4 separate regions of the Mus musculus genome follow, and all the other regions are linked to region 2. Evidence: chromatin contacts called from public promoter capture Hi-C data. All regions are on one chromosome and are shown on one strand. Each heading gives the region's core, a stretch centred on a gene start, on an enhancer-like site or on the middle of the called end of the contact. The rest is flanking DNA. Distances are from core to core; before and after follow the strand shown.

The links. Promoter capture Hi-C pulls out the DNA fragments that hold promoters and counts their contacts.
Region 1: a contact with region 2 is called in a promoter capture Hi-C map of neutrophils, with 5 times the contacts expected there. The contact joins the promoter of Rnf8 here to the promoter of Rpl10a in region 2. A contact is called at or near these places in 1 of 39 promoter capture datasets (neutrophils) and 1 of 9 other capture datasets (liver).
Region 3: a contact with region 2 is called in a promoter capture Hi-C map of pre-B cells, with 4 times the contacts expected there. The contact joins the promoter of Crebrf here to the promoter of Rpl10a in region 2. A contact is called at or near these places in 1 of 39 promoter capture datasets (pre-B cells) and 1 of 9 other capture datasets (liver).
Region 4: a promoter capture Hi-C map of pre-B cells shows a contact between it and region 2, with 2.9 times the contacts expected there. The contact joins the promoter of Uqcc2 here to the promoter of Rpl10a in region 2. A contact is called at or near these places in 2 of 39 promoter capture datasets (cranial neural crest and pre-B cells).

What each region holds. Positions count from the first base shown.
Region 1 is chr17:29,612,994-29,620,577 of GRCm38.p6, forward strand. It overlaps Rnf8 (ring finger protein 8), which reads left to right and starts at 1,796. Exons shown (of 8, transcript NM_021419.2): 1 at 1,796-2,085. The coding sequence starts at 1,975. It overlaps Gm28043 (predicted gene, 28043), which reads left to right and starts at 1,796. Exons shown (of 28, transcript NR_132314.1): 1 at 1,796-2,085.
Region 2 is chr17:28,324,078-28,331,284 of GRCm38.p6, forward strand. Rpl10a (ribosomal protein L10A) reads left to right here and starts at 4,394. Exons shown (of 6, transcript NM_011287.2): 1 at 4,394-4,541; 2 at 4,734-4,808; 3 at 4,890-4,970; 4 at 5,297-5,445; 5 at 6,448-6,620; 6 at 6,753-6,956. The coding sequence starts at 4,537. The coding sequence ends at 6,923. Fance (Fanconi anemia, complementation group E) reads left to right here. Exons shown (of 10, transcript NM_001163819.1): 10 at 2,075-2,497. The coding sequence ends at 2,176.
Region 3 is chr17:26,710,407-26,717,148 of GRCm38.p6, forward strand. It overlaps Crebrf (CREB3 regulatory factor), which reads left to right and starts at 5,244. Exons shown (of 9, transcript NM_029870.2): 1 at 5,244-5,368.
Region 4 is chr17:27,132,498-27,139,873 of GRCm38.p6, forward strand. It overlaps Uqcc2 (ubiquinol-cytochrome c reductase complex assembly factor 2), which reads right to left and starts at 1,394. Exons shown (of 4, transcript NM_026063.2): 1 at 1,243-1,394. The coding sequence starts at 1,380.

The DNA.
Region 1 (7,584 bases), core at 546-3,045, 1.3 Mb after region 2:
ATGGTGGCTCACAACCATCCTTAAATGAGATTTGATGCCCTCTTCTGGCGCATCTGAAGACAGCAACAGTGTTCTTACACATAATAATAAATAAATCAAAAAAACAAAACAAAACAAAAAACAGCCGAGTAGTGGTGGTGCATGCCTTTAAATCCCAGCACTTGGGAGGCAGAGGCAGACAGATTTCTGAGTTCGAGGCCAGCCTGGTCTACAAAGTGAGTTCCAGGACAGCCAGGGCTATACAGAGAAACTCTGTCTCGAAACAACAACAACAACAAAAAACAACATCAGGTACGAGAAATGGCACATCAAGATGAGCTGCTCATCCAGAGGACATGGCTTTGGTGCCCAGCACCCACATGATGGCTCACTATCTGTTACCTCAGCTCCAGGGGATCTGATATCCTCTTCTGGACATCACAGGCACTAGGCACACGCGTGGTACATACATACATGTTGGCAAGACACATACATAAAAATAAACCGAACCAAAACAATCCATAAAAATAATAAACTCCAGTTCCAGGGGATCCAACAACCTCTTCTGGTTTCTGCAGCCATTGGGCATGCACTTGGCTCAGAGACATACATGCAGGCAAAACATGTACACATATATCTTTTTTTTATTTTTTTTAAGATTTATTTATTATATGTAAGTACACTGTTGCTGTTTTCAGACACACCAGAAGAGGGCACCAGATCTCATGATCTCCTTTCGGGTGGTTGTGAGCCACCATGTGGTTGCTGGGATTTGAACTCAGGATCTTCAGAAGAGCAGTCCGTGCTCTTAACCGCTGAGCCATCTCTCCAGCCCATACACACATATCTTAAACACCCAAACTTCAGCGTGGAGAGAGAAGGGAGAGTTTCATCTCCCTAGCCCCTTCAAGCCCATTTCCATTCCTTCTGTACCCTGTATGAGCCCCAGGTAATGCGATCCATCTCTACAGATTTGCCTGGTATAATTTTTAAAGATTCAGAAACAAAATGAGGTCATGAAAAACAAATAGATGCTAAATAGGAATAGACTGAATCAACCTTAAAATGATCAGACTTTTCTAAATCACTCAAAAGTGGGTTATAATGGGGTGGAGGTATAATTTAGCTACAGAGTACATCCTTGGCTGTGTGTTCAATGTTCAGAATCTCCTACTCCCAACCCAAAGTAGGCTATAGTTCTCAATAAAATGGTTATGGCCGTCATCACCGTGTTATAAAGCAATTTTTGTTTGTTTTGTAGACACGGTCTCATATCCCAGGCTGGCCTCTAACTCACTGCATAGCGGTAGATGCCCTTGAACTCCTCATCCTCCACCACACTCTGCCAAAGGAAAAAGGGGTGGGATACAAATAAAGGTTCAGGTTCATTGCTGCTGGATCTGGGGTACTGGCTTTGGAGAGCGCAGAGAGGAAAGAAGGTATTGGGAAAGTCATTATTATACTCACGAACCCAAGGAAAGAGAGTGTTTCTGTTGTTTACTATAATTTTTAATCTATAACTTTTAAGTGTTTATTACTCTGCGCGCACACAGGCGCGCGCGCACACCCACACCCACCCGCTAGGGTGCGCATTTGGAAGTCAGAGGCCAATTTGAAAAGTCAGTTTTCCCCAGCCACCATATAGGTGAAGCCTGAGCATCGTCTCCACGCTTGCCAGCAAGTAGCTTTACTCGTTGAGCCATCCTCCAAGTCCTAAAATCTATGCTTTAGTTTAGGATTTTGTCCGCAGCAGACGTTACGCTCGTCCTTCTTCAGGCTCACACCTGCGCACTTCCCGCCCGCCTCCCGCTGCGCACGCGCACTGCCCGCCTTCCCAGGCCTGGGGCGGGCCCGCGCTCTCAACGCGGTCGATCCCCGGGCGATTGCTTCTGTCTTGTGTGTAGATTAAGTTGCGCGAGAGGAACCTCGGAGGCGGCCGGAGCTCAGGCTAGAGGTTGGCTGGTTGCTGAACGCTGCCCCAGTGCCGGTCGGGCCATGGGCGAGCCCGACCCCTTGGTCTCGGGGCAGCTCGCGGCCCGCCGGAGCTGGTGCTTGCGGCGGCTGGGGATGGACTGCGAGTGGCTGCAGCTGGAGGCTGGGACTGAGGTGAGGGCGAGAGGCCTGGCGAGCTGCGGGAGCGGGGGAAGGCCGCGCACACCGGTCGGCGGGGAGGCGCCGAGGCAGCGGGCTCCGGCCACCTCAGGGCCCGGAGGGACCGGGCCGCGAGGCCAGGCGAGTCCGCGGCTTGAGGCCCGAGCTGGAGGGCGGCTGCGCGGGAGCGGGACCCGTGCCGGAGCCGCTGTAACGGACGCGGGCCTCCCAGCGAGGAGAAGGATGGGGTCGAGAACAGGCACTGTCCCAGTTAAGGGTCTATCAGAGACGGAGAAACTGAGGCAGAGGCGTCCCCACTGATTCCTAGGAGTGGCGAACCTGTCTAGGGAGTCTGAAGATGGACGCCTGGAAGGCTGCGGAGGGCGTGGACTCTCTGGAGTTGATTTTAAGTGTGATCAGGAGTTTAAGGGTAGCATGCCTAAACCCCTCGAACTGTAATACTGAAAATAAAAGTCTTCCATTCCATCTCCGAGGGGAACTGGAGCGTCGGGGTGGGCCACTCCTGAAGTGGGTCAGCCTTCTCTCCAGAAACTGCTCACAATGTAAAGCTGACTTAAAAGGCCGGTGCTGGGGATTGAACGCAGGGTCACAGAACTTGGAAGGCAAGGACTCTACCAAATGAGCTGTATCTGCAGCTCCACAAACGCAAAATTAGAAACAAAGACAAAGTGGGAGGAACAGTTCTAAGTGGGGGAGAGGTGCTGGGTGCTGTTGTGGGCTTTCAATCCTTGCAGTCTGCTCTGGAAGCAGAACTGGGTCAGGGATGCGCTTGCAATGTAGAATCCTTGAGGTTTTGGAAAGCCTGTACAGTACTGAATGTTGGTCATGTGTACTGGCTGGTCTTTTGTCAACTTGGCACACAAACCAGAGTCCTCTGAAAAGAGGGAAACTTAATTGAGCAAATGTCTCCATAAGATCCAGCTGTAAGGCATTTTCTTAATTAGTGATTGATAGGGGAGGGCCCAGCCCATTGTGAGTGGGGTTGTCCCTTGGCTGGTGCACCTGTGTTCTATAAGAAAGCAGGCTGAACAAACCAGTCAGCAGCACCCCTCCATGGCCTCTGCATCAGCTCCCGCCTCCAGGTTCCTGCCCTGTGTGAGTTTTTGTCCTGACTTCCATTGATGAGGGACTGCACTTCAGAAGTGTAAGCTGAAAAAAAAAAAAAAAACCCAAACCCTTTCTTCCCCAACTTGCTTTTTGGTCATGGTGTTTCCTTGCAAGAATAATAACCCTGAAACATCATATAAGATAAATTCAGTGAATTGGTAAGTTCGGTTTTTCTGATAAGCTGCATATTCTCAATTGAGAGGCGAATGTAGGGATTTATGGTTTGAACCAGGGGAAGAGAATTTACACAGTGAAGGAGCCTGAGAACGTCTGGGTGGGCCAAGGTGTGGCTTATTTAGTGATATTCTAGAGCAGGTCCTGCTTTAAATTAGGCATTAGAGGGCTGTTTATTTTTACCTATGAGGTCTTACTATTTTTCATCTTCATTAATCTGATCCCTGAGCATTTACTAGTCTCTCACAACCCTAGAGGGAAACTTAAGTGTTGACTTGTTCACTGAGACTCAGTTCTGTGGACTAATCTATTACTCCTGGCTAGTTGGGCACTCCTGGAGTAACGAGGGCAAGAGGACCGACCGTAAAGCACTATTGAACATACTCAGTACTGTTCCTTTGATCTGTGTGGAATTACATCTATGGGGCAAGACTCAGACAAACCAAGAGAAAGCTGAAGACTGAGGGCCTTGGGGGCCTGTGTGTAAGGGAAGCAAGCCTGCCTGGTGACCTGCAAAGTCAGGTTGCAGGCAGCGTTTGGAGCATAGCCTGCAGGGTGTATAAAGAGTTTGACTCAAAGCCAGGATGAGATCTGACTGTGGATCTCAGGTGATATAGCCCAGGTGGGTTTGCAAAAGGTTTTGAGAGGTGTGCCTGGTATCAGCCAATCATAACAGCTAAAGCAGGTTGGCTCCTGCCTTCCCAGTTCTTCCCCTCAAAGCTTCATTATGCAGATAGAAACCTCTAAGAACATGGACGGATCTAAATATCACACTGAAGGGAATCCTTTAGTTAATTATTTGTCTTTAAGCTTCCTGAACCAATCTGGAGAGTTTGGTGTAAGCACAAATGAACAGGGGTTGATTGCAGGTGAGTGAGCCACTTGCAGGCCTGCAGGGAACAGCTGTACGGGATTCCTGCTGCCTACTACCTGCCACCTGCCTACCTGCTTCTCTTGTGTTTGGTTTCCATGACTCTGAGTGAGTGGGGGAGGGGAAGAGGTGGGATGGCTCCCGAGTACGTCCTGGTTCTCTCGGCATCAGGGCCCTGCAGAGGAGGACAGGGCTGGAGATGGTGGTCAAGAGCAAGGAGGTGGTCAAGAGCAAGGACGTGTCTAGATCCTTGTCTGTGCTAAAGGCTGGAAGGGGAGCAGTTACCATGGGGAGCAGTGCTGAAATGGAAGCAGTGTGAAGGCCAGGACAGGGAAGGCGAGAAGGACGGAGGGCATTTCCTCTCTCTGAATTCTAAAGTCCTCTCAGAACAAGGTGCTTTCCCCCTCTGATGGCAGACAGGCTGTCTCCCATCCTGTCAAATGGAATATGGAATATTTTCTCTACAGTTGCTCAGAACTGTAAGCTCCTCTTCCCAGTCTCACCCCCTCAGGGCCTATGCTAATTAATTACACTTGCTACCAGAGATAGCAGTTGTTAGTGGACAGGAACGGTAGATGGTCCCCAAACACTCCCTCCCCCATCACCACGCTAGTCCTCAACCCTGGACGTTCTCCATTTGAAAAAAATGTGTGGGTGTGGTGGTCTGCATGTTGTGGTGTATACAGTGTATATGCATACTGGTCAGAGGACAGCTTCCAGGAGTCCATTCTCTCCTACCATGTGGGCCAAGATGTTGAACTCAGGTTGTCAGGCTTGGTAGCAAGTGCCTTTACCCACTGAGCTATCTTGGTGGCTTCTGATATAAAATAAGACTCAAACATCACCCATTTTGGAATCTGGCCAATTCTATAGACAGGCGGGCATCCTCTCCCTGTCTCCACTTGCTAAGTGCTAGGGCTCTAGGGGTTTCTCACCACACAGGGTTTGGGCAACACCCCTGTGTTCTCAAATATCTGCTGCACAGTGTGTTGGAAAGCAGTGCCAGATGTGGTTCATACTCTAGGAAGCAGTGAGGGCGGGATGGATGGTACAATGAGGTACTTCAGGGCTGTACTAAGCGTATGCGAGTAACATGAACTGTGCCTTGCCACTCTTAGGTAAGTGTAGTTAGTGTAGGCCCTGAGTGGGTGAGACTGGGAATAGGAGCTTTCAGTTCTAAGGAAAGAGCATTTTAAGCAGAGAGTATATATGAAAAGGCCCTGTGGTCGACTGGAGTGTGGACAGCTTTGGGTTAAGGCGGGTGTTGAAGAAGAGAGGTGATCTAACCTTTTTTCGTTTTCCCTCTTCAGCTGCTATGGGAAGAGAAAGACTCAGGTGCTGAAAACCCTGGCTGGGTGGACTGAGAGAGGGCAGTGGAGAGACCCAGGGCAGAAATGACCGCAAGACTAGGACTAGGTACTGTAGGACTCGGGAAGGAAGGACATGGAGTCGAAGGTGGCTTCTGTGTTCTCAGCCGAGGTCTAACTCGGTGATCGAGTCTATTACGAAGCGTTTAAAAGCAACTGATAAACTAGGCCAGAGCTGTCTCTGGTCTCTAAGGAGCCCGGAGGATATCATTCTGAAGGATTTACAAAAGGAGGAATGAAGGCTTGTAGAAAACCACAGACTATCCACGCCTTTAATCCCAGAACTCAGGAGGCAGAGGTGGGAGGTTCTCTGAGTTCCAGGCCAGCCTGGTCTACAGAGAGAGTTCAGACCAGTGAACGATATATAGTGAGACCCTGTCTCAAACAGGAAAAGAGCAAACATAACCTTGACTGTTTTCTGCTAAGGTCAGTCAGTTCGAGGCCAGCCTGGTCTACAGAGGGAGTTCCAGGACAGCCAGGGCTACACAGAGAAACCCTGTCTCAAAAAAACAAGATGAAACAAACAAAGAAACAAACAAAAAAAGATGGCTTAAGCACAGAAAAGAAGGAAGTAAGACCTGGATCTCAGAAGAACCTTATTTATTTCCTTCCCTCACGTGGTTGTGATTAGACAGGTATACCAGGAAGTGTGGCAGTTGGGAATCTGAGCTTCGTTTCTATTTTCTACAGAAACTCAAGCTATTCTTGTGGGGAAGCTCGGACTCAGGACTCAAAGACTTTAGTTGTAGACTACAAGCTAGACTCTGAAGAGTGTATACTCCACTGTGACGGGCTGCAGAGGTCAGAAGAGGTCACTGAGTCTGGATTTGGAGTCATGAGCTCTTGGCCACTGAGTACCTCTCCAGTCCCCACTTTATTTTGTGTACATATTGACTGAAGGCACAATATCAACTGCCATATCAGTTTCCTGGGAATCTACAGCTGGAAGGAACATGTCTGTCTGTCTGTCTGGTGGCAGATCAAAAAGGTAAAAGAAGCCTTACCAAGGCAGGGTGACAAGCTGAACTAACAAGATGGCAGTGAACGAAGCCAGCTTTACGTCCTGCATTTGAATGCACATTTGCCAGCCAGTCAGGTATAGAGACACAGCATAGTAGTCTTGGGAGAGGAGGGTCAAGAAATATAGTCATGGGGCTGGAGAGATGGCTCAGTGAATACGGACACTTGGACTGTTCTCCCAGAGGACTGGGGTTCAAATCCCAGCACCTGCATGGCAGCTCACAACTGTAACTCCAAGATATGACTCTTTCACGTAGACATATATACATGCAAAACACCAATGCACATAAAATAAAGGTAATAAAAATTTTTTAATTGTTTAAAAAAAAAGAATGCCATTCTCAGGCCAAGGATAACATGGCTGTATACTGGAGCACTGTGACAGCTGGTGCCACACATATACTGGTAGCCATGCCTAGGACTGGGAAGCTGGTACATGCCCTTGTAGAAGCAAGAGAGAACTGCTTGGAGAACTCTGTAGAGCAGAACAGAGCAGTGTGGAAAGCCTCCAGCTTGTAACCCACAATTTGACTTGGAGTTGCTTTACTTTCAAATATCCCTAAGAACTTAAATATGTTTCTCTTAATACAACAGCTATTGACAATAAACCAGGAGCCCTCTCAGACCTATTGAGATGACACACTCAGACTCAGGCTGGGAGTGCGGGCCAGGAACGGTGACTTCAGAGACACCTGACAACTGTAGAAGGGCATCGGAGATTTCTTGATGAACCTAGGGCAGAACCAGAGCCAACTGAAAAGATTTACTGAGAAAACCCCAAGGCCTGTTCTGAGTTCGAGGCCAGCCTGGTCTACGAAGTGAGTTCCAGGACAGCCAGGGCTATACAGAGAAACCCTGTCTCGAAAAACCAAAAAAAAAGGGGGGGGGGCAGTGCTTAGATGCGTTGATATTAGCTTTTATTTATTTTTGATTCCCCCCCACACACACACAGGG
Region 2 (7,207 bases), core at 3,144-5,643:
TTAGCTCCTGCTGTCTCGGCCTCAAGTTCTGTTGGGGCTGCTGTCTTATGCCACAGTGTCTGTGTAGCAGCTCCATTGTGCAGACGTGGTTTCCCACCAAACCAGGAGCTCTGTGCCTGGCCTGGCTGACTGAGCAATGACCCTAGGAATCTCCTGTCTCCTAACCCCAGCACTGGGGTCACAGGTCATATAAACACACTGGATTTCGTTCTAATTCCAAAGGTTTTTTTTTTTTCATTTTAATTTATTTATTTTATGTGAGTACACTGTCTCTGTCTTCAGACACAGCAGAAGAGAGTGCCAGATCCCATTACAGATGGTTGTGAGCCACCAAGTGGTTGCTGGGACTTGAACTCAGGACCTCTGGAAGAATAGTCAGTGCTCTTAACAGCTGAGCCATCTCTCCAGCTTGCCTCTTTTATATATATCTGTGTGTGGGTGCGATCTCTCTCTCTCTCTCTCTCTCTCTCTCTCTCTCAACATGTATCTGTGTACCACGTGTATGCAGTGCCCTTGGAGGCCAGAAGAGGGCACCAGATTACCTGAAACTGGAGTTATAGACAGTTGTGAGCCACCACGTGGGTGCTGGGAACCGAATCTGGTTCCCCTAGAGGAGTGGCAAGTGATGTTAAATGTGGGACCGTCTCTTAGCCCCTGATTCTAATGTTTAAAACTGCATTTAAGTTTATGTATTTGCGTGTGCACATGTAGGGGCCGGGGGACAACTTTGAGAAGCTTGTTTTTTCCTTCCACTGTGTGGGTCCCAAGTAGCCAAGCTTGGCAGCAAGCGCCTTCGCCCTCTGAGCCACCTCACTGGCCCAGGCTTAGCAGCCTGTCCTAGAAGGCCCTGCGTGGGTCATGGGTCAGGGAGCTCTTCATTTTGACAAGATCTCAGGCTGGAGAGATGGCTCAGCGGGTAAGAGCACGGACTGTTCTTCCAGAGGTCCTGAGTTCAATTCCCAGCAACCACTTGGTGGCTCACAACTGTCTGTAACTCTAGTTCCAGGGCTTCTGAAACTCGCACATAGACAGACATGAGACAAGTTCTATTGAACATAAAATAAACAAGATCTCAGGTAGCTCAGGGTGGCCTTGAATTTGCTGTGCAGCCCAGGTGACCTTGAACATCTGATCCTCCTGTCTCCAGCTCCTGAGTGCTAGGGTTAATGGGTACACTACTATGACCTGGCTTATGTGGTGCTGAAGGAAGGACCTAGGGCTTCCTGCTTCCTCTGTATCTTTGGTTGGCCTGATCTCTATGGAGACCAGGCTATCCTGAATGCTCTATGTTGACCTAGTTGGCCTCAAACTCAGAGACCATCCTGCCTTTGCCTCCTGTGGTGGGATTAAAGGCTGGGCCACTATGCTGGGCTCAGCTTGCTGATTTATACAATCCAGGGCCCCCTGGTCAGGGCTAGCACTGCCTGCTGTAGGCTGAGCACTCATATGTTATCCAGCGACACAAGAATGCCCCAGAGGCCACAGTGTGATGGCAATAGTTCCTCAGATGAGGCTCCGTCTTTACCCAGCCGTGTCAGGTTGACAGCCAAAATTGGCCATCGTGCAGGTAATTTGTTGACCCCATGATCCCAGGAGATGTGCTGTGCAGTTCTGGGGCCCCTGGCTTCTCCACAGACCTCTCTGGATCCCGGAAGACGGGCCGTCCTCCAGAGGCATCAGGACCTGCAGATGGGGAAAGACTTTGCCCCTGTCTTCTTTGAGGAGTGGGGGTTGGAGAATGGGGGTGGGTATCTGAGCCCCGTAGAGGGCATAGGAACAGGCCAGGGAGAGAGAGCAGTGTCTGAGGCATGCCCGGAAACCCCTCTCCTCCTCTGTAGCCTGGGAGGGTCACGGGTGCCTGGTCAGACACACCTGAAGCCCATCTATCAGTGGGGCCGGCTCTGAGCTCCACTGCTGATAGAACTCCAGGCCCTCCTGGCTCTTGCTCCACCGCAAGGGGCAGAAAGGTTTGGGTGCCCAGGAGCCTGTCCTCTATTCTGTCCTCTCTCCCCATAGCGTGTTGAGGAGACGTGAGACGGGCTGCTGCAGTCCTGACCTGACTCCTCCTCCCCAGATCACAGAGCAGCAGAGCCTGGACCTGGCTGTGGCCCTAGAGCCCAACGCCACCTTCCTGAAGAAGGCCCTGCAAGCAGCGCTGAGACATGTGACCCACTGACCATACACAAGGACACACCGCCCTGACTGCTTGTCTCAGAACACACAGCCATCTCAGGAGTCAGCTGCCTCTGCCCAACACCCCAGGCTCTGCAGGGGCCATATTGACTCCACAAGGAGCAGAGAGGAGGCCTTGGGTACCACTCCTGACAACATCAGGATACAGGGGCTGTGGAGGATGAGTGGGAGGTGGGCAGAAAAGCTGGCCTTTCAGTGTGAGCCTTTTGTGCTCAGGTATATGTTGTGACCTCCTCTGTTTTGTTTGTTTCTGAACTGAGTAATTTTGTAACAGTTTTAATAAAAAGAAGACAGTCCATCCAGGCTTGGTGGCTCAGCCCTGTCATCCCAGCCCTCAGGCAGAGCCAGGAGAATCAGGAATTCAAGGTCATCTTCAACCGCACAGGAGTTCAAGGCCAGCCTAAGCTATGTGAGAGAGACCCTGTCTCAAATAAGTTTGTGGGTGTGGCTGAGATGGCTGGAGGTGGGGGCAGGAGAGTCCCCCAAAGCTACAGGGCCAGCTTAGCCGGAGACAAAATGGAAGGCAGGGACTGGCACCTGAGGTTGACCTCTGACCCGTGTGTGTGTGTGTGTGTGTGTGTGTGTGTGTGTGTGTGTGTGTGTTGGCATGTTTGCAACCCAGAGTGCTCAAGCATGCACAGCACAAATGTGTACAAACATATGCATGTCAGATACAAAGAACTTCCAAACAAGCACTTGTATTCTTAGGCTACTTTCCCAGAACCCCCTTTACTCCCTCACCTGCCCCCACCCCTCCCATCACAGCAGGTCTGTCAGAGCTGCCTGATGAGTGTCAAGGACTACACTGAGGGCAAGGGTGGGCTTGGGACCCATAACTTTTGTTTTCATGCTGAGCCGGAGTCTTAGGCCTGCTAGAACTCTGAACTCTGTCTTCAGCTGCAGCAAAGGTTTGGACTGGGATCTGAGGGATGTCTAACCCACCATGGGCTGAAAAGACACAGGGTGCCTGCTGCAGACCTGTGTGACATCTGTATTTCCACAGCACCTCACTCAAAAAATATTTAGCACACAGCTGGGCACGGTGGCACACACCTTTAATCCTGGAACTCAGGAGATCGAGGCAGGCAGATCTCTAATTTCAAGGCCAGCCTGGTTTACAGAGCGAATTCCAAGAGAGTCGGGGCTATGCCAAGAAACAAAAATTTGCCAAACTGATGTGACTGAATTAGCCTGAGAAAGTTCATGACAGCATCCTCCTACCTTAGCCCTGCAGTGGGTGGGGAACTGAGGTTTCTGGGTGCTTCTGAGTCCCTGTTCCAGGGAGGCAAGGAGGTCAGTCCAGTGAGAAGGTCTGGCTTTTGAGAACAAGCTGAATCTGACTACAGAAGCAAGGGGAACAATGTCTAAGAGACAGACGTCAGCCGCTCACCATGTTGATGGCCTTTAGAGTGTGGATGGCACTTGCAGCTTCAACCTGCCTGCTCTGCTCTGACCCTGTGGGAACCTGCTTCATCCTGCCTGCTGTTTGCTGTGTGTGTGCTCAGGCGAGATGAGCTATTCGTAGGTCTGCTCCCTGGAAATGGTGGGTGCTGGCTACATCTGTGATTTGTTCCCAGAGAGGGTGACATGCCTCCAAATGAGTCACTCCAGATCTGGAGGCTCCCTGCAAACGCTCCTTGACCCGGCGCCTCTCTATTAACTGCGAAGACCGGGGTCAAGTAACAAGAACGACTTTGTTTGAAATGCCAACTAATTGAGACAGGACAGGGGCATTTGTCCAAAGTCCACCTTGCCCGGAGGCTGAATCAGGGGCGGTTTATACAGATGGCCAGGATAGACTGGTGGGCGCCTCCTCCCAGGTGGAGGCTTAGGCTTAAGCCAGGCACATCTGATCCTAATCTAGTCACAAGGCGCTTTCCCGTTCTGCAGATCTCAGCAAGGGTCATTTCCTCAAGCTATTCCTGTCATCCATGCCTCTGCCCACATGCGGTGGCCGGACCATTGCACAATGCACGGCTAGAGGGGGCGGCTGCCCAGTGGCTCTGCGGGGCTCATCACCAAATTAGGCGATGACGGAGACCGGTTCTGCCGGGGACTGGAAGTCATGGGGCAGGCAGAAGATAGAAAGCAGGGAGAAATCCAATCCCAGGGCCCGGCTTCAGCCCTTGTCCCAATGCAGGACTGCCTGCTGCTCCTAGAGCGGTTCTCACGGTGCAGCCGCGTGGTGGCGCCCCCCCAGCGGCCGCAAACTGCAGCGCCTCTCCGGCTTGGCTGAGCGCGGAACGTGCCCGTAACGGGCAACTCTCGCGAGAACGCGGGCTCTATTTGAGCGCATGCGCAAAGCGCTCTGCCTTCTTTCCGGTTTCCGCGGCAGCCGCAGCCATGAGGTAAGTTGTTATCGTGGCGCTATCCGCCGCCATCCGTGCACCCACACGCCCGCGGACGCCCCGCGGCCCGTCTCGGAGGCTCTCCCGGCGACTGCCCCGCGTCGCGAGCCTTTCCCCAGCGTGCCGTGGGCCTGTCATCGGGCCCGGGGTGCAGCATGGCCGGCCCCGAACGCCTTCGCTTCTCCCCAACAGCAGCAAAGTCTCACGCGACACCCTGTACGAGGCGGTGCGGGAAGTCCTGCACGGGAACCAGCGCAAGCGCCGCAAGTGAGCGCGGGCCTCCCTCCCGGGGCAGGGCGAGCATCCCCGGCCATGGCGACCCTGGCTCACAGCTCCCCTCTCGCTCAGGTTTCTGGAGACGGTGGAGCTGCAGATCAGCCTGAAGAACTACGACCCTCAGAAGGACAAACGTTTCTCGGGCACCGTCAGGTTGGCACCGCTCTAACCCCACCCAGCCCTCAGTGTTCCCGTGTGGCCTGGCCGCGCCCTAGGCGGGCACGGGGACACTGACGTGCCAGGGTAGTTCAGGAGCCCTGCTGCAGGCAGGCAGGCTGGACGGACCCCCACCCTGGGTCTTAAAACAAGAGGGGAGGCGTGGGGAGGCCTCGGCCGAGCCCGCCGCCTAGCCTGAGAAGCCAGGCTAGTGTTGCCCAGAGCTCCGGGTAAGGCTTGCCGCTCCCTGCCATGCGTTCAGATCTAGCGGGATGGCCAGCGCCGACCATGACCTGTTCTGTTTTCTCCCCTCCCAAACGCAGGCTCAAGTCCACCCCACGCCCCAAGTTCTCGGTGTGCGTTCTGGGGGACCAGCAGCACTGTGATGAAGCCAAGGCCGTGGATATCCCCCACATGGACATCGAGGCGCTCAAGAAGCTTAACAAAAACAAGAAGTTGGTCAAGAAGCTGGGTAGGTGGGGCTCACTAGGGCTGAACACAACCCATGACCCCCTGCCCAGGAGTGGCAGCACACATTGGGCTTCACAACCAGTTAGAAAATGCCCCACAGGCTGGTCTGATACTCCCCTCTCGCCAGTGTGTGCAGTTGACTCATAGCCAGCTATTGGTTTGGGTTTCAAGTCTTTTCAGTTAACAACCTATCGAGGGAGGGGTCACAAGTGTCTCCCACGTGTTAGCCTCCATGGTAGCCCCTGTCTCCGCATACATTTTGGGAATAGTTATCCACTGTGAGCTAGGCAGTTGTCATGCCTGCTTTTATAGATAGAAGGTTTCTCCATCTGTCTTAAGATTTGGAGTAATACTGAGTCTTACTGATGTTGCCAGCCTGGGGTCTAAGGTTATCCTCTAGAAGTGCTCAGGACTGTGCCCTGTCACTGAGCTGTGTTCTCAGGTGACATTATGGTTCCCAGGCCTGCTTGAGGCTTCTCAGATAGCTGGCCTTGGTCCACCTTTGACAGATAATGAGACAGCTTTTTTCTTAAGATTTTATTTTATGTATATGAGCAGGCTGATGAGAGCCTCAGATCCCATTACAGGTGGCTGTGAGCCACCATGTGGCTGCTGGAAATTGAACTCAGGACCTCTGGAAGGCAGCACTCTTAACTGCTGAGCCATCTCTCCAGTCCATAGTTTGAGGCAATTTAAATGCAGGCTTACAGTGAATCCAAGGGGTGGGGGCCATCACAGCCCCTCAGTTCTATGCAGCACACCAGGGATTGTGGGACATCCTGGTCTAAGACCTCTGTGAGGACTTGAGGGTGGAGCTACTCAGCAGTCATGGGTCTGAGGAGGCAACTTGGCCTTCTCGTTGTAAAGGATGGGTTGGTTGTTTAAAATGTTTTGTTTTGTTTTTTTTTTTTTTTGGTGGTTTTTGTTTGTTTGGTTGGTTTTTTTGGTTTTTTTGGTTTTTTTTTTTTTTTTTGGCTCAATCCTGAGTGTCTGTGTCTTCTAGCTAAGAAGTACGATGCCTTTTTGGCCTCTGAGTCTCTGATTAAGCAGATCCCACGTATCCTGGGCCCAGGCCTAAACAAGGCTGGCAAGTTCCCCTCCCTGCTGACACACAATGAAAACATGGTGGCCAAAGTGGATGAGGTGAAATCGACAATCAAGTTCCAGATGAAGAAGGTCAGTCTGGGCGGTGTGTGGTGGGGAAACCAGAAAGAGCTAGGTCTGGGTGCCTTAGCCCTGGGTTAAGCCTTTTCACTGGGGGAAAGGGTACATGCTAGCTTAGCCTGGTGACCTTTTCTGTCCATGCAGGTGCTGTGTTTGGCCGTCGCTGTTGGCCACGTGAAGATGACCGATGATGAGCTAGTCTACAACATTCATCTGGCTGTCAATTTCTTGGTGTCCTTGCTTAAGAAAAACTGGCAAAACGTGCGGGCTCTGTACATCAAGAGCACCATGGGCAAGCCCCAGCGTCTGTATTAGGATGCTCCAATAAACCTCACTGCTGCCACTCAGCCTTGGTGTGCCTGTGATTGGGGGCAGGGCATGTGAGGCCACTATCCCAAAGCTGGGAGAGGGGGTCTGTAGGGGTCTACAATGCTTCTCAGGTGGTGGGAGAGGTACCTCTAACCCCCTCGTGGGTAGAGAGTCCGGCTTTTCTAGGTGAAGTTCCCAAGCTAATTCCCCCGTGGTTTTGTTTGGGGCTGTAGCTGTTGTCAGGCCTTAGGGGAACACCCATAGTCTGCTCAGTAATGGCTTTAAGCCCT
Region 3 (6,742 bases), core at 3,994-6,493, 1.6 Mb before region 2:
AAACAAGCTCAGCTGCCTGCTGAGGCCGCTCTGCCAGGAGACATTTTTCTTTTCTAACTGCCTCCCTCTCTTCTAAGAAGTTTCTGGTCACATTCCTCCCTGAGAGGCAGAGATGGGGAAGCCTCTTATGCACCAGTAGTCTTTCAGATCAACCTGGGAGCTGAGTGAGGAGATGGATGTAGTGTCAGATGGGCTAGGGATTTGTCCAAGTAAGCTAACTGAAAGGGGCACTGAAAGGGGCACTGAAGCCTGTGGTCCACACTTCCATCAATACAAGAGTCCCTTCTCATGAATTTTGTCATCTTCCTTCACTAGGGTCTAAGGTCCTTCAGGGCGAGGGCAGTGTATCGTGTACACATCCAATATTTCACAAACAAATGTCCATTTCTCTCCTTTCCCTGAGTTGTCAATAAAGATAGGCTTGGATGTTTAACTCAGTTGCTAGAGTGTATGCCCACTTGGCACACTGAAAAAATAACCCCAGCATATATGGCATGAATAATACAAGAATTATATGCTGTGCTTAGATGGAGAAGGGGGAAGAGGAGAGGAGTGAGGGTTTAAGCAGATTGCACGGAGGAGAAGGGGGTCTTGTGCACCTTGGAAGATGGGGTAGGGTTTGGCTCTTCATTGGTTCATCAGATCCCCAAGTCTGCCCTATGCCACGGCAGGCCTGCAGCTGAGTGTGGGGTAGGTTGTGGATCAGGATAGATAAATAATGGGGTATTTTGGGCTGAAGTTGGTACTGTCAGGGAGAAATGAGAAACTGACACTCAGGGCTATCAAATAAGGACACCGTCCCATTGAGAGATCACAGAAGGGACAAGTTCTCCCCCAAAGAATACTTGTCAGAAGAATGAGTGAGGGATGCGATCCAATTACCAGTGTCAATGAATCTCTTTTAGACTACTCAGCAATACTGTCATCTTATCAGGAAAAAGTCAGTGCCAAGTATCAGAGCAACACAGCTTTTCCTGGAGATCTTCCAGGTTTGAGTTAATTAGTCCCACTTTTGAAGCTGTGACGTCGACCATATTCCACAGTCGAGGTTGTCCAGAAAGAAACACTTAGTCCCAAAAGGTTGACACTTAAAAAGATGCGTCAGGAGTCAGCAAGCAGAACCCAGTCTGCTACTGAGGATTCACACACAATACAATCTTCAGGTCATAAGGCAAAGTAGGGCTGGGTGTGTTGGTGCTCATCTGTAATACAGTGCTTGGGATTCAGGGGCTAGAGGATCAGGAGTTCAAGGACTGCCTTAGCCATGTAAGGCCCCGCCTCCAAACAAGCAGAAATAGTAAGAAAGTGCTAGGCTTTTGACAGCTGTTTAAAAAAAATTTTCCCTGTTTTTCATGTCATCTGAATTTTCAGTTGCCAGCACTACTTTGCATGGCCGGGCACAGCTTTAATTCTCAGAGCACACAGGATCAGAATGATGGAGAACAATTTGAAACCCTGGTTGCCTTGCATCTCATAGCTCAAATTAGGACAAAGCTTGTTTGTCTGTCTGTCTGTCTGTTTGTTTGTTTGTTCGTTCTTGAGACAGTATCTCACTGGGTATTTCTGGCTAGCCTGGTACTCATTGTGTAGACCAGGCTGGCCTGGAACTCATATAGATCTGACTGCCTCTGCCTCCTGAATACTGAGATTAAGGGTGTGTGTCACCATTCCCGGAATCTTTCTGCTTTTGAGAAAGGAATACCCAGGCTGGCTCTAAAGCCCTGGAGTCAAGCTGCTTACCTGCTTCAGCCTCCTGCACTCTAAGGTTTAAAGTGAGAGAAATGTCCACGTATACAGAGAATACCTGTGAAGCCTCGGCGGAGCCCGAGCAACTTAACACTTATCAAATACATTTTTGTACTTTTAGTTTTTGAGGCAAGGACCATACTCACTATGTAGTGCAGACTGACCTGCTGGGACAGAGGCATGAACCACTGTGCCTGGTTCTTTCTGAGCTTTTGAATATTACACCATATATGATGCTGCCTATTGAAAACTAAATTACTTTGAAGAATTTAGTGGCATCCAATGTATCTCTTACTGTGTTTGTGCCGTTGTCTCACCTTTGTGGAAAACTCTCTATTTTCTGATTCAGCCTGTTCTATGACATAATTTTTTCTAAGGAACATTGTTACACACTTTTGGAAGTGGCGGGCTAGCTGGTCACCACTTTGTGGCTAGGATAAAAACCTTCTAACCCTCAAGCCAACACTGTCCCAGAATCTTTATGCCAACTTTGTGGTAGAATCTGGCTACATCTACCCCCCCCCCCCCAACCACCGATCAATTAGGAGCCTGTGGTTTGACTCCATTCAGAGCAGGATACAGTCAGGCACAGACCTTGATGGAAAGTCTGCCCTGCCCAAGCTCCGTCCCTTCCTAGATAACAGACAACATAAAGACTGGACAACAGTGTAACTGACCAGCATATGCCACTAATAGCAGAGCCCTGTGATAGGATGTGAACGTGTTGCCTGGTCGATGTACAAAGGCCTGTCTAAACGGTAGTATGATAGCAGAAGGGCTAGCCTTCTGTGGGAAAGCTTCCACGTATGGAACTCTGAGAAAGTAAATAAGTGTGGGTCAAACTCCTGGTGCTTTAAAGTGTGAGCCCCACAGAAACAGGCCCAGAGAGCCTGACTTCAACTTCTCAAGCCAAGTTTTCTATTGGACTTTTTTTCAATTTTCAATTCCACCTAATGGGGAAAATTAGAAGGAGCTATGGTCAGACGTAACGAGGTAATTATAATCCTTTTAGTTCCCATGTGGTTGGGTATCAGGGTCTTACGTGTGGTTGGCACTCTGAGGGAGAGGTTTACTATTTTATTTTCTTCCTATGGAGCTACAGTTACCTATTAATCTGAAGTCCAAAAAGTTTGTTTTAGCCCAGCATGGTGGTCATGCTTGTAAACATGTGCTCAGGAGGCAAAGTCAGGAAGACTGTCACGAGTTTGAGGTTAGCTTGGTCTAGGGACTGTTAAATTGCTAGTTGCCTAGAATCATTACTTGCTATTCAGTCTACAACTGGTCTTCCGATTGATGTCCGTGGAATTGTCTAATGCTGCCACTGTTCATTGTGTGCTTACTGTACGCCAGGCACTCTGGTAAGTGCTTTATATGACTTATTTTTAAAACAATCGTTTTCTTTTTATATTATATATGCAGCATGTATACAGATTGTGTGCGTGTGTTTGCTTAAATTTAACTCCTGTGTATGAATGTAGGCATGTACACATGTTCCATTGTCCACACCGTTTTAGATAGGGTCTCATCATCACTGTGTGCCAGGCTGGCTGGCCTGTGAGTTTCTGGGGTTCTCTTGTCTCAAACTCCCATCTCCATGAAGGAGTGCTGCGATTACAGATGTTCCTGATACACGTCCGGCTTTCACATAGGTTTTGGAGATTCAAATTCAGGTCCTCACATTTGTGTGATAAGTGCTGTACCCACTAAGCCATCTTACCAACCCTATGTAAATTATTTCACCCAGTTCTTACACCAATCCCATTTTTACAAAGGTAGAAATTTAGCTTCCTGGTTCACATGTGGTAAAGCAAGGATTCCAATCCAGGTTACTATTAAGCCTGTAACATAGTGACTGGCTATTTAATGTGCTTGGCATGGAGAACATAGGACAAGAGACATTGCTAGTCCCACCCCACCTTTGTCAGGATTATGATCTAGGCAGACTTTTTATCCCCAAATCCATGGTTGCTTGCTTTTGAACCAGGGAGCAAATTACAATGTAGTTCACACTCACCCTGAACAGAGACACACCTGCCTCAGGCTCCCCAGTGCTGAAGTCACAGGTGTATGTCATCACCTCTCATCCCAGACCATGATGGTGATAGTGAGACGCTACCACAATGGTTCTCAACCTGTGGATTGTGACCCCTTTGGAGGTCCAATGACCCTTTCACAGGGGTAGTCTAAGCCTATCAGAAAACACATTATATTACGATTTATAACAGTAGCCGAATTATTGTTTTGAAGTAGCAATGAAAATAATTTTATGGTTGGGGTCACCACAACATAAGGAACTTTAGGAAGGTTGAGAACCACTGATCTACCACTTGCCTGAGTCTTTGTGCATGGGGGAGGGGGAGTCTTAATTTGGCGGGGAGCGGAAGGTTACTTTGAGACTTGGTCTTATCCGGGCATGCAATTCAGTGTAGCTAAGAACACACTTCAATCTTCCTGCTTCCTTATCTCCAGTGCTGAGATCACAGGGGTCAATCACAATACCCCCTTCCTACATCCTCGCCTGCTTTGAAACCCCGAGTACTCCCAAGGGAAAACTGTTATTTGAAGGGAATCTGATGAGGTTTCTCTGTCCTTTAGTCTTCTTTTCCTATGCTTAAGAAAGTATGTTTTTCTGTGTCCATATGTGTGTGCGGGTGCAGACCAGTAACCCTGCACCCAGAAGACTAAGACAGGAGGGTCCAGAGTCTAAAGAGATTTCTGGAAACACAGGCTGCTATAATTAGGTAGGTTGTTTCCTTGAACAATAATTCTCCTGAGGTTTGTTTTTGTATTTTTTTTAAATAGTTCTCTTATCGTATGTGTCTGTTCGGAGAACTATTTGGGATAATGAACCTACCACAAACTACACATCCGATAAAATATCAACAGGATTAAGAGGCGTAAATCATCACATTATCACAGGTTAGACAGTCTTGTCCATAAAGCATCTAGTAGCAGTTTCTACAGCTGAATACAGGTCCTATCCCAAAGATGTATGCAGCCGACTCAGGGTCTGGGGATCCAGACTCAATAAATATGAGTTGATGAATGAACAAACAACTGAAGGCCAATTCAATCGGGGAACAGGAACGTCATTTACTAAACAGAATGTCGATGCAGCCCCCTACTAATTAATATTCCTGTAATCCCCCGTGGTTCAGTTAAACTGTAAAGTGGGCATTTGGACTCCTTGGCCTTCATCTTAGTTCTGAGGCTACAGACTGAATATGGAAGCCTCTGAAAAGAACATCACGCACGAACGCGAGCTTACTGCTCGCTATCCCCAGCGGCCCACGCCCACGCTCAGCAGCAGCCTACTAGCCCCCGCTCCGCCCTCTCTTCCTGGTTTTCCCCAGCAACCCGCCCCTCTGGTGTCACGTGACGGGCGCTAGCCCGGCCGAGCCTCTGATTGGCCAGACTTCAGGGCGCCTCGCGATTGGCCTGGGGCGGCGGGCCCCCGCCTCCCTCCTCCTCCTCGCCGCGGCCCACGTGAGGGGGGCGAGTCACGCGATTTCCGGGAACCCGTCAGGAAGGACATAAACAAAACAAACCGAGGCAGCATGGAGACGGCCCGCGGCCGCGTAAGCGCGGCCGGATCCAGTGCCTGAACCGCCTTCAGCCTCAGGTGAATGCCGAGCGGTCGCACGGGCGGGCGGGATGCAGCGGCAGAGAACCGCGGGTGAGAGGCGCGGGTGCCCGGCTCCGGGAGAGCGGGGCGGGGGCCGCCGGGCCGAGGGCGCGCGGAACGGGGTCGCCGATGCGAGCCGAATCGGGCTGCCCCCGCGGCCGACGGTTATATAAAGGGCGGGCGCGCGCCGGCGGGCGACCCCGTTAGGGCCGTGCCCTTTGCGCTCCCGGGAACCAGGGATCGCGACTGCCGGCAGCCGGCCTGTCAGAGCGGCGAGCGGGTGGGAGGGGCCGGGAGGGAGGAGAGGAGAGGAGAGGGGCGTGTGAGGGAGACCGGCACAGCTAGTGTTCAGAAGGCTCCGGACGGAGGAGCGGACCGGGAGAACTCTGGGCAGGGGCGTCGTGGGGCTGCTGTTCCCCCCGGCCCCTCCCCGGAGGCTGCGGGACTGGGGCCTCCCTCTCGGGATTTGTTTATATGTCCTCTCTAAGCAGCTTGAAAAGCCCGGAGGCGGAGCCCTCGCTGTCGAGTGGCGGCCGGTGCTGTCCAATGGAGGAGGCAGACGGGGTCCGTGGCGCCAATGGGCGCAGGGAGGCGGTGCCGCGCCCCCCCTCCCCCCCAGTAAGTTAGGCTGTGCTGGGGGTTGGTCCGACAGGGCGGCCATATTAGATGGGAGGGGACGGGCCTGGGGACGGGGGTTGTCACTGAGCGGGGCGGAGACGGGGCAAAGGGCGAGGAGCCGAGCCGAGCGGGGCGCGGGCCGGGCGGGCTGGGTGTGGGCTAGAGTCCCGGAGGGACCCGGAAGATGCCCGGAGGAGCCTGACCCGGCTCAGCCGCTCCCGAGTGGAGGCGGCCAGGGAAGTAGCGAGGGCAGTCTAGCCTCCCAGGGGGCGGTTCCTGGGTCTAGATGAAGCTTGGTCTCTGGCGTCTCCTTCTTGGTCGGCTCTCCGCTGCTTGGTAGATCCTGCCACCAAACCCTTTAATCGCCCACCTTTAACCCAAGAAAACAAACCGTTTTGCTACTTCTGAGCAGGCCTGAATCTTAAGACTACCTTAAGGAGGTATTTCTGTAGTTAGGGGTGTGTTTCTGTACCAGGTCTCCCGTGTAGAGGCAGGCATTCAGAGGAACTTCTGCTTTTCTGGGTATTGCAAAGAGAAAATTGGGACTGGAAAAGCAGACAAAATTGAGTGAGCGGCGTTTCTATCCACCCCCCCCCCAAAAAAAACAAAAACAAAAACAAAAAAAAAAACGTGGATATCTTCCAAAGATCAGGCCCTTGTGTTTCAAGTCTTAATTTGCCTCCCTTGCTCACATAAATTGGAAGCTAACATACTTAATGAGAAAACAGCCTTGAGAAAAGTATTTAGGTCTGA
Region 4 (7,376 bases), core at 144-2,643, 1.2 Mb before region 2:
TGGTTCCTCTCCTTCACCCCACATCCAGGACACCCGCGCTGCTGATGTGACCCGCACATTATGGTCTGCTTTCTGTTACTTCTGTCTCCTGTGCCACTACCATTATCCAAACCACCACCGGCATCTCTCTCTTCCGGTGCTACCACGGCAGGCTCTCTGCAGCTCCTTGTTCCCCAATGCCAGAGCACCAGAGGAACCTTTGAAAATCAGGGCACGTCAGTCCCCTGACTAAATGTCCCCGGTGGCTTCTCCCTTGCTTCCTGGTAAGATCTGACCCCTAGTGCAGGTGGCTGGGCAGTTAAAAAGAACCTAGGTTTGATTCCTAGTACCCACATGGTGGCTCACAACCACTTCTAACTTCAGTTCCAGGGGATCCAATGCCCTCCTCTGGCCCCAGTGGGCACTGCATTAACAGGGTACAGAGACATATCTGTTGGTAAAAAAAAAAAAAAAAAAATCTGTATTGTGCCTGGCTCCTGCCTTCCTTCAGCTTCAAATCTTAGCTGTAGACATGCCACTCACTACCCGTAGGCTTGCTTTCTTTTCTGTAATATGTCAGTTTGGTTTCCTCTGAAGTGCCTGGCCACCCTTCCCGAAGTGCAGTCAGTGTTCACTGTCTCCCTGCCTCGAGACCGACCTATGTGTAACTTCCTCAGGCAAGCCTCAGGAACCCGACTAATGTTACATTTACCACGATCAGAGTACTCATTGGAACTGTCTTATGAGTCTATTTGTTCCTCGTGTCCTGAATAAGAATCCAAAGGCAAAAGGAGAAAGACCTCATCTAATTCACTGCGATTTCCCTGGAAACTAACCTAGTTCTATGCATGCACATGGCCGTGCTTGGTAAGGTAACCTAAACCTGAGTGGGGCGAGAAGGTCTACTACTCACACAAGGGACCTGTGTGGGAGACTCAGTTTCACAGTGACGGAAGGCAGTGAGGCTTAGCTGGAGGTGTCTGGGGATAGGCTGGGCTCGCAGACACATTAACGATGGTAAGGAAGAAACAACCCCGCCTTACAATTTGACTCTTTAGTGGCATCTGGACCTCAGGGCCGCTTCACTGACTACTACACTGTGCAGACAAGGAAGGAAACTGCGCAGAAGGCGTCGCACTCCGCAGCTAACTGCAAGATGGGTACCTCGCGCACGTGCAGCCTGGCAGCGGCCGACGCATGCGCAGATCCCCCACCCTTGCCGCCCATCGCTTCGACGTGCCCACCCTCCTCCCCTCCGGTCACCTGGGTGTTCTCTCCCTCCCGGAAGGCCTGCGCTACCCGCTGCCGCAGGTAAGCGCCCAAGTCCCGGCCCCGTTTGGTCTCGTCCACTGGCCATTCCTCACAGAGCTTAAGGAAACGCCGGTAGCGGAGAGCGGCCATCTTGGGCCCCGCTTGCCCCGCCCCTGGGGGGGAGTAGTCAAGACCGCAGAGGGCGCGTGCGCACTAAGGCGCACTGGCCTTCCCCGTGGACATGCGCAGTTCTACCAACGGCCCACACCCCTCCAGGCAGCGGCGCTGCTCACCTTTGAGAGCGAGGTCTGAGCTCTTCAGCTTCTTGGTTCTGGTACTCGCCCAGCTCCCAGGGGCAAAGCTAACGCGGTGTACCCTGGGGAAAGCTTTGCTCTTCGTTTTCAATGACTTCACAAGCTCGAGACTGAAAAAGCTTCCCCCGAGACCTCTGCTGTTTTGCATAAACGAAACATTTGCATGTAAATACAGGTTGTTATTGGATGGATATGTGTTTGATCTTAACGTCCGTCGTGTACACATACACACACACACACACACACACCGTCCGTCGTGTACACACACACACACACACACACACACACACACACACACACACACACACACACACAGCTGCCCCACTCACACTCATCACCCTGTACTTATCTCTACCACATGGACCTCTGATAGAGTTCTTTAGCTACATCTCCAGCCTCCCGGTCACATTGCTCACCACATGGAGCGGTTTCTTATGAAGAACCAAAAACATTGTTGCAGCCTGGAAATCTTTAAAACAATTTTTTTATAGTGTGTTTTCTTTATTCTAATATGTATGAGTGTTTACCTGCACCATGTACATGTGTCAGTTCTGGGGACCGAACCTGATTCTCTGTAAGAGCAATAAATGCTCTTAATAACTAATTTCTCTAGCTCTAAGAATGAGTGTTTTTATTATGGCAAAATTTAACATAATATATATATCACATGGGTATCATATGTGTGTGTGTGTGTGTGTGTGTGTGTGTGTGATTTTTCTTTTGAGAAAGAAGGTTTCTCTGTGCAGCCCCAGGTGTCCTGGAACTCACTCTGTAAATTAGTGCTCAATGAATGAATGAATGAACAAAGCCACATTCCAAACTAGGTCTGTCAGACCCTAATGTCTCTCAACATTCACAACCTAGGGAGCAATTCCTGGGGTGGGGGTGGGGCAGCTCACGGGACTGTCTGTCTGGCCAGCCCTTGCAGTGTAGCCGGTAGAGGAAGGGAGACCACAGAAGGAGGCAGTGGGCACGAACTTTCCCTGGCACCCTGGCACCTTTCTCAACCTCTTACCACACTTGTACCTCAGGTGGAAGGGAGAACCATTTGCTGCCATCAAGTTACTCCCCCTACAGCCCAAGACAGGGCAAGGGGTCTCGCCACCCCTGACTCCCAAGTTGGCTGTGGCCAGGCGAGTGCTCTTTAAAGCCATACCTGGGTGGGCCCTTGTGGCTTCCAGCCCACCCGGGGCCCTCAATGCCTGGAAGTAGGGAGTAAATGAACCTCAGGAAAGCCACCCAGCTTCATGGCTAACACAGCTAAGGTGAGGCTGTGTTGGGGCTTGGAACATAATGGGGTGATCAGGGAAATTTTCTAGGGGCATGCCTACCAAGCGCCTCACCTTGGCATGGCACTCCAGCCAAGGTTCCCTTTCCTTACCTCGGGAACTGTGGAGAGTGTTCCCTGTTTAAACCACCCACTGATCTGCTCAGATTAAACCCCTCCCTCCGCCTCCTTCCCACCTCCGCCCAAGACCTGCCTCCTATTGCTACTGAGCCACCCCTGATCTTCCTCCCCCATTTCCCTCTACAGCTGGGTAATATTTCTTTCTCTGTATTCCACAGTGCTGCCTGACACAGCCAAGCTCTGCTTCTTTCCCCACCGTGGGGTGGGGAAAATGAGAAGAGAGCTCTCTGGTAATTTTGCCAGGAGAACATCAGAGATCACACACTAGCACGGGATGTGTGGCTAGGCAGTATAGAGAACCATCCTTTCTTTTCTTCCATTTCATTTTGACTTTATTAATCTGTTCTTATTTATCAGTCTAGGTGTTTTGGCTGCTGGTATAACGTGTGTGCCTGGTGCATCAGATCCCTTAGAGAGTTATAGGTGGTTGTGAGCGGCCATGTGAATGCCAGGGAATTAAATGTGGTTTGGTTTGGTGGTGGTGGTAAGGGAGGAGGTTGAGACAGGGTCTCTCTGTATAGCCCTGGAGGTCCTGGGACTTGCTATGTAAACCCAGCTGGCTTGGAACTCACAGAGATCTGCCTGTTCTTGTCTCCCAAGTGCTGGCTATTAAAGGCATGGGCCACCATGCCCAATTCCATCTCCTTTCCTGTCCCCATGTTTTGGTTATGTAGCTCAGGCTGGCCTCAAACTTGAGAACCTTCTGCTTCTGCCTCTGCCTCTCAAGTACGGCAATACAAGGCTGTGCAGCTGCCAGGGTACACACTGCAGATTACTAAAGTAGACCAGGCTATCCTTGAACTCACAGAGATCTGGCTACCTCTGCCTCCTGAATGCTGGGGTTTAAGGCACATACTACCATGCTGAGCTAAATGTAAGACTTTTTTTTTTTTTTTTTAAGTTATCAAGGATTTTTAAATGGTGACAGGCTGGGAAGTGGTGGCACACACCTTTCATCCCAGTGCTCCAGAGGCAGAGGCAGGTGGATCTCTGAGTTTGAAGCCATCCTGGTCTACGAAGAGAGTTTCAGGATAGCCAGGGTTACATGGAGAAACCCTGTCTCAAAAATAAAATAAAATAAAGACAAAGAAAACAGTATCAATAAATATGGAAGTTGTGGTTGTGACTGTACACACTGTCATGGGCCACAGGGGACAGCTGAAGGCCCCTTCCCTGTGCATTTCATACAGTATGACGAGACAGGCAAGCACCAAGCTAACCTATGATAAAAACAGCGCTGGCCATGGCACTCTCCTCATATTAGCTTGTTAGAAGCACAGGCTGAAAGTGCGTGGTAAGTTCAGGAAAAGTCAAGATGGGTGTGGTAGTTTGAATAGGAAGGGCCCCCCCCCCTCCTAGGTTCAGATATCAGGGTGTTTAGTCAGCAGGGGGTAAAACTGTTTGAAAGGATTAGAAGGAGTAGGGGTGTGGCCTTGCTGGAGGAGATGTGGAACTCTCAGCTCTCCTCTCATTACCAGATCTGCCCCGCCATGATGATAACGGATTAACCTCTGAAATTGGGTCGGACCCCGAGGGGCTGTTGTTGGCACAGTCCCATGTCACTCCAGGAAACCACCTGAGGGTGGCTAAGGCAGGCTGCCAGGCAAAGGGGCAGCAGAGACTCGGCGCAAACAACCTTGGGTGTTTATGCCCTTTGCTTTTTAAGTTGCCCTGAGATTCTTTTTTCCTTTGTTTGCCTTGTGGGAGGACCAGCCAAGGAGTCAGAACTCTGCTAGCAGGAGTCCAATTTCTCCTCCCACCACATGGGTTCTGTACATCAAACTGAGTTCCTTAGGCATGGCAGCTAACGCTTTTACCTTTATTTCTTGTTCTGAGACCCAGTCTCATGCAGCCCAGGAGGGCCTGGAAATCACTGTGCAGCCCAGGATGACCTTGAAGTTCTGACCCTTCTCCTTCTACCTCCCCAGTGCTAGGATTGCAACACACACCACTGTGCCTGGCTTAGATAATTCTGGGGATCACACCAGGCAGGTCCTCTTCTAACCGAGCAACATCCCCAGCCCTTGAGATCTAGTTTCCTCATTTTAAAATGAAAATTGGGGGGCCAGAGAGATGGCTCAGTGGTTAAGAGCACTGACTGCTCTTCCAGAGGTCCTGAGTTCAGTTTCCAGCAACCACATGGTGGCTCACAACCATCTATAGGGGGATCTGATGCCCTCTTCAAACAGGGAGATGTATATGCAGCAGAGCACTCATACATTAAATAAATAAGTACAATTAATAAAAAAATAAAATATTGGGAAGAAGAAGCTCAAGGCTAAATCATTGCTATACAGTGTTTGAGATTAGCATGAGCCAATGAATGAATGAATGAATGAATGAATGAATAAATAAATAAATAAATAAATAGGGCTGGAAGTGCAGCTAGGTCAGTAGAGTGCTAATCAGCATGTCTGAGGCCCTAAGTTCCATCTTTAGGAGCATAAACTAGGCCTGGAAACTCATACCTTTAATTCCAGTATCTGGGAGGCAGAGGGAGGCTGACCTCTGTGAGTTCAAGGCCAGTCTGGTTCACATAGTAACTTCCAGTCAGCCACATCTAGGTAAGTAACATCCTGGCTCAAAATAAGTAAAGTAAGCCGGGTGGTAAATTAAGCGCGTGCCTTTAATCCCAGCACTTGGAAGGCAGAAGCAAGAGGATCTCTGTGAATTCGAGGCCAGCCTGGCCACTAGAGAGAGTTTCAGGACAGCAAGGCTATACCGAGAAACCTTGTCTCAAAAAAACAAAACAAAACAAAACAAACTAAAAGGGGGGGGGGCTATTAATCAAGAGCCACAATTGCCCTTCTCCATTTATGGGGTAGAAACTGAGGCAGAGAGGCTAAGATTGGCCAGGGTTGCCAGCTGGGAAATGACAGAGTCCAGATTTGAGCCCCTCCATCTTTGCAGCCATGCGGGTGTAAGTCAGGGGCTTTAGCCAGCACAGGCACGGAGTTGGCTCTTATATATCACATTAAAGGGCCCCAGACCCTCTTAACCTTGTCTTACCTAGGGCCCTTTCCCTTCCCCTCTGTGGGTGGTTTGAACCAGATTCCCAGCTCAGCAGCTTGTCAATCACCCAGCGCCAGTCTGGGCACATTAATGGGCACTGCCTGGCGCGCAGCTCAGTGTCACCAGCCTCATGGGGAGTTGATGACCATTTTAACACCCACCTGCTGGCTGTCACTCATTTCAGAGCCAATGCAGCCTCCTGGCTCAGCGGAAAGCACCACTGGGGCCACTCCTCCCCAGCCTTTCAGAATGGGTACTTGGGGAACCCTAATCGCTCTTTATAGAAACCGGGCATTAGCAAAGGAGGAGGGCCGTGCAAGGGAGCGATTCCAAGTTATAATGATCCCAGTAATCTAGTCATCGAATCGCACATTTAAATCGTGCGAAAGTAAAAATATCGCTTTGTAACACCGGTGTTAATAATGTAAACATTAAAAGGGAATTAAATGCTTAGCTGCGATTTCCTCTTTTCAGCCTAACCCACTGCAGGAGAGGGTTAGCTCCAACACACAGATGTGTTACCCGCACCCTGCATAGATCTCTGAATAGTCACCTCATGTCCCCATGAAAATGTGGTTGCCAGGGGACAGGCATCTTTAAACACACTTGGGTGGCCCAGGTAGGTTGAGAGGCTGGGCTTCCAGAGGTTCCTAAACTCTGCCCAGATATCTTACCAGCTGCCCCAAAGATCTACTGCCCTAAGCCCCTAATGGTGTCTGTCTATCCAGCAACACCATCATTTGTCCCCTTGGGCTTCACAGAATGGGTCACTGTCTGACAGGAGGCCCAGTCCACAGTAAATAGTTCCTCACTGGAGCTGGCACAATTGAGTGCAGGTTCCCCTGTCAGATCAGAGGCCGAGGAGTCCCCAGAGCAGGAGCTGCAGGCTGTTGTAAGCCGTGCATGAGCAGTACACACACACACACACACACACACACACACACACACACACACACACACACACACACACAGCTGAACCGCCTCTCCAGTTTCTGGGATGAGTTATTCTAGACTGACACTCCTCTCCTCCCTTTGGCAATCAGACAATTCAGACAATCTGCCCCAAGGAACAGGAGATTTCCCCCCAGAGTCTCATGTTGGGAGGAAGAAGAGACAGAAGCCCAGACACTACTCAGGGGGGAAGCAAGTGTCCTGGAAAGAGATTCCACGCAGTCTTGACAGCTTGTCAGATCGCCTCGTAGGAGAGACTGTAGCTGAGGCATGATGCTTGGTGACCGGCAGGACCACACCATGGCCGGGACTGCATGGCTGCACCTTCTCCTTGTGATCTGTTTAAACCTAAACCTCGTGCCAGGACCCCAGAGGTGACAGGAGTGGGGGAGGCCACTGGGTCTCTTTATTTGATCTGCTTCCCAATGGGGCCATTTTGAATACATCTCTTTTTCCTGCTT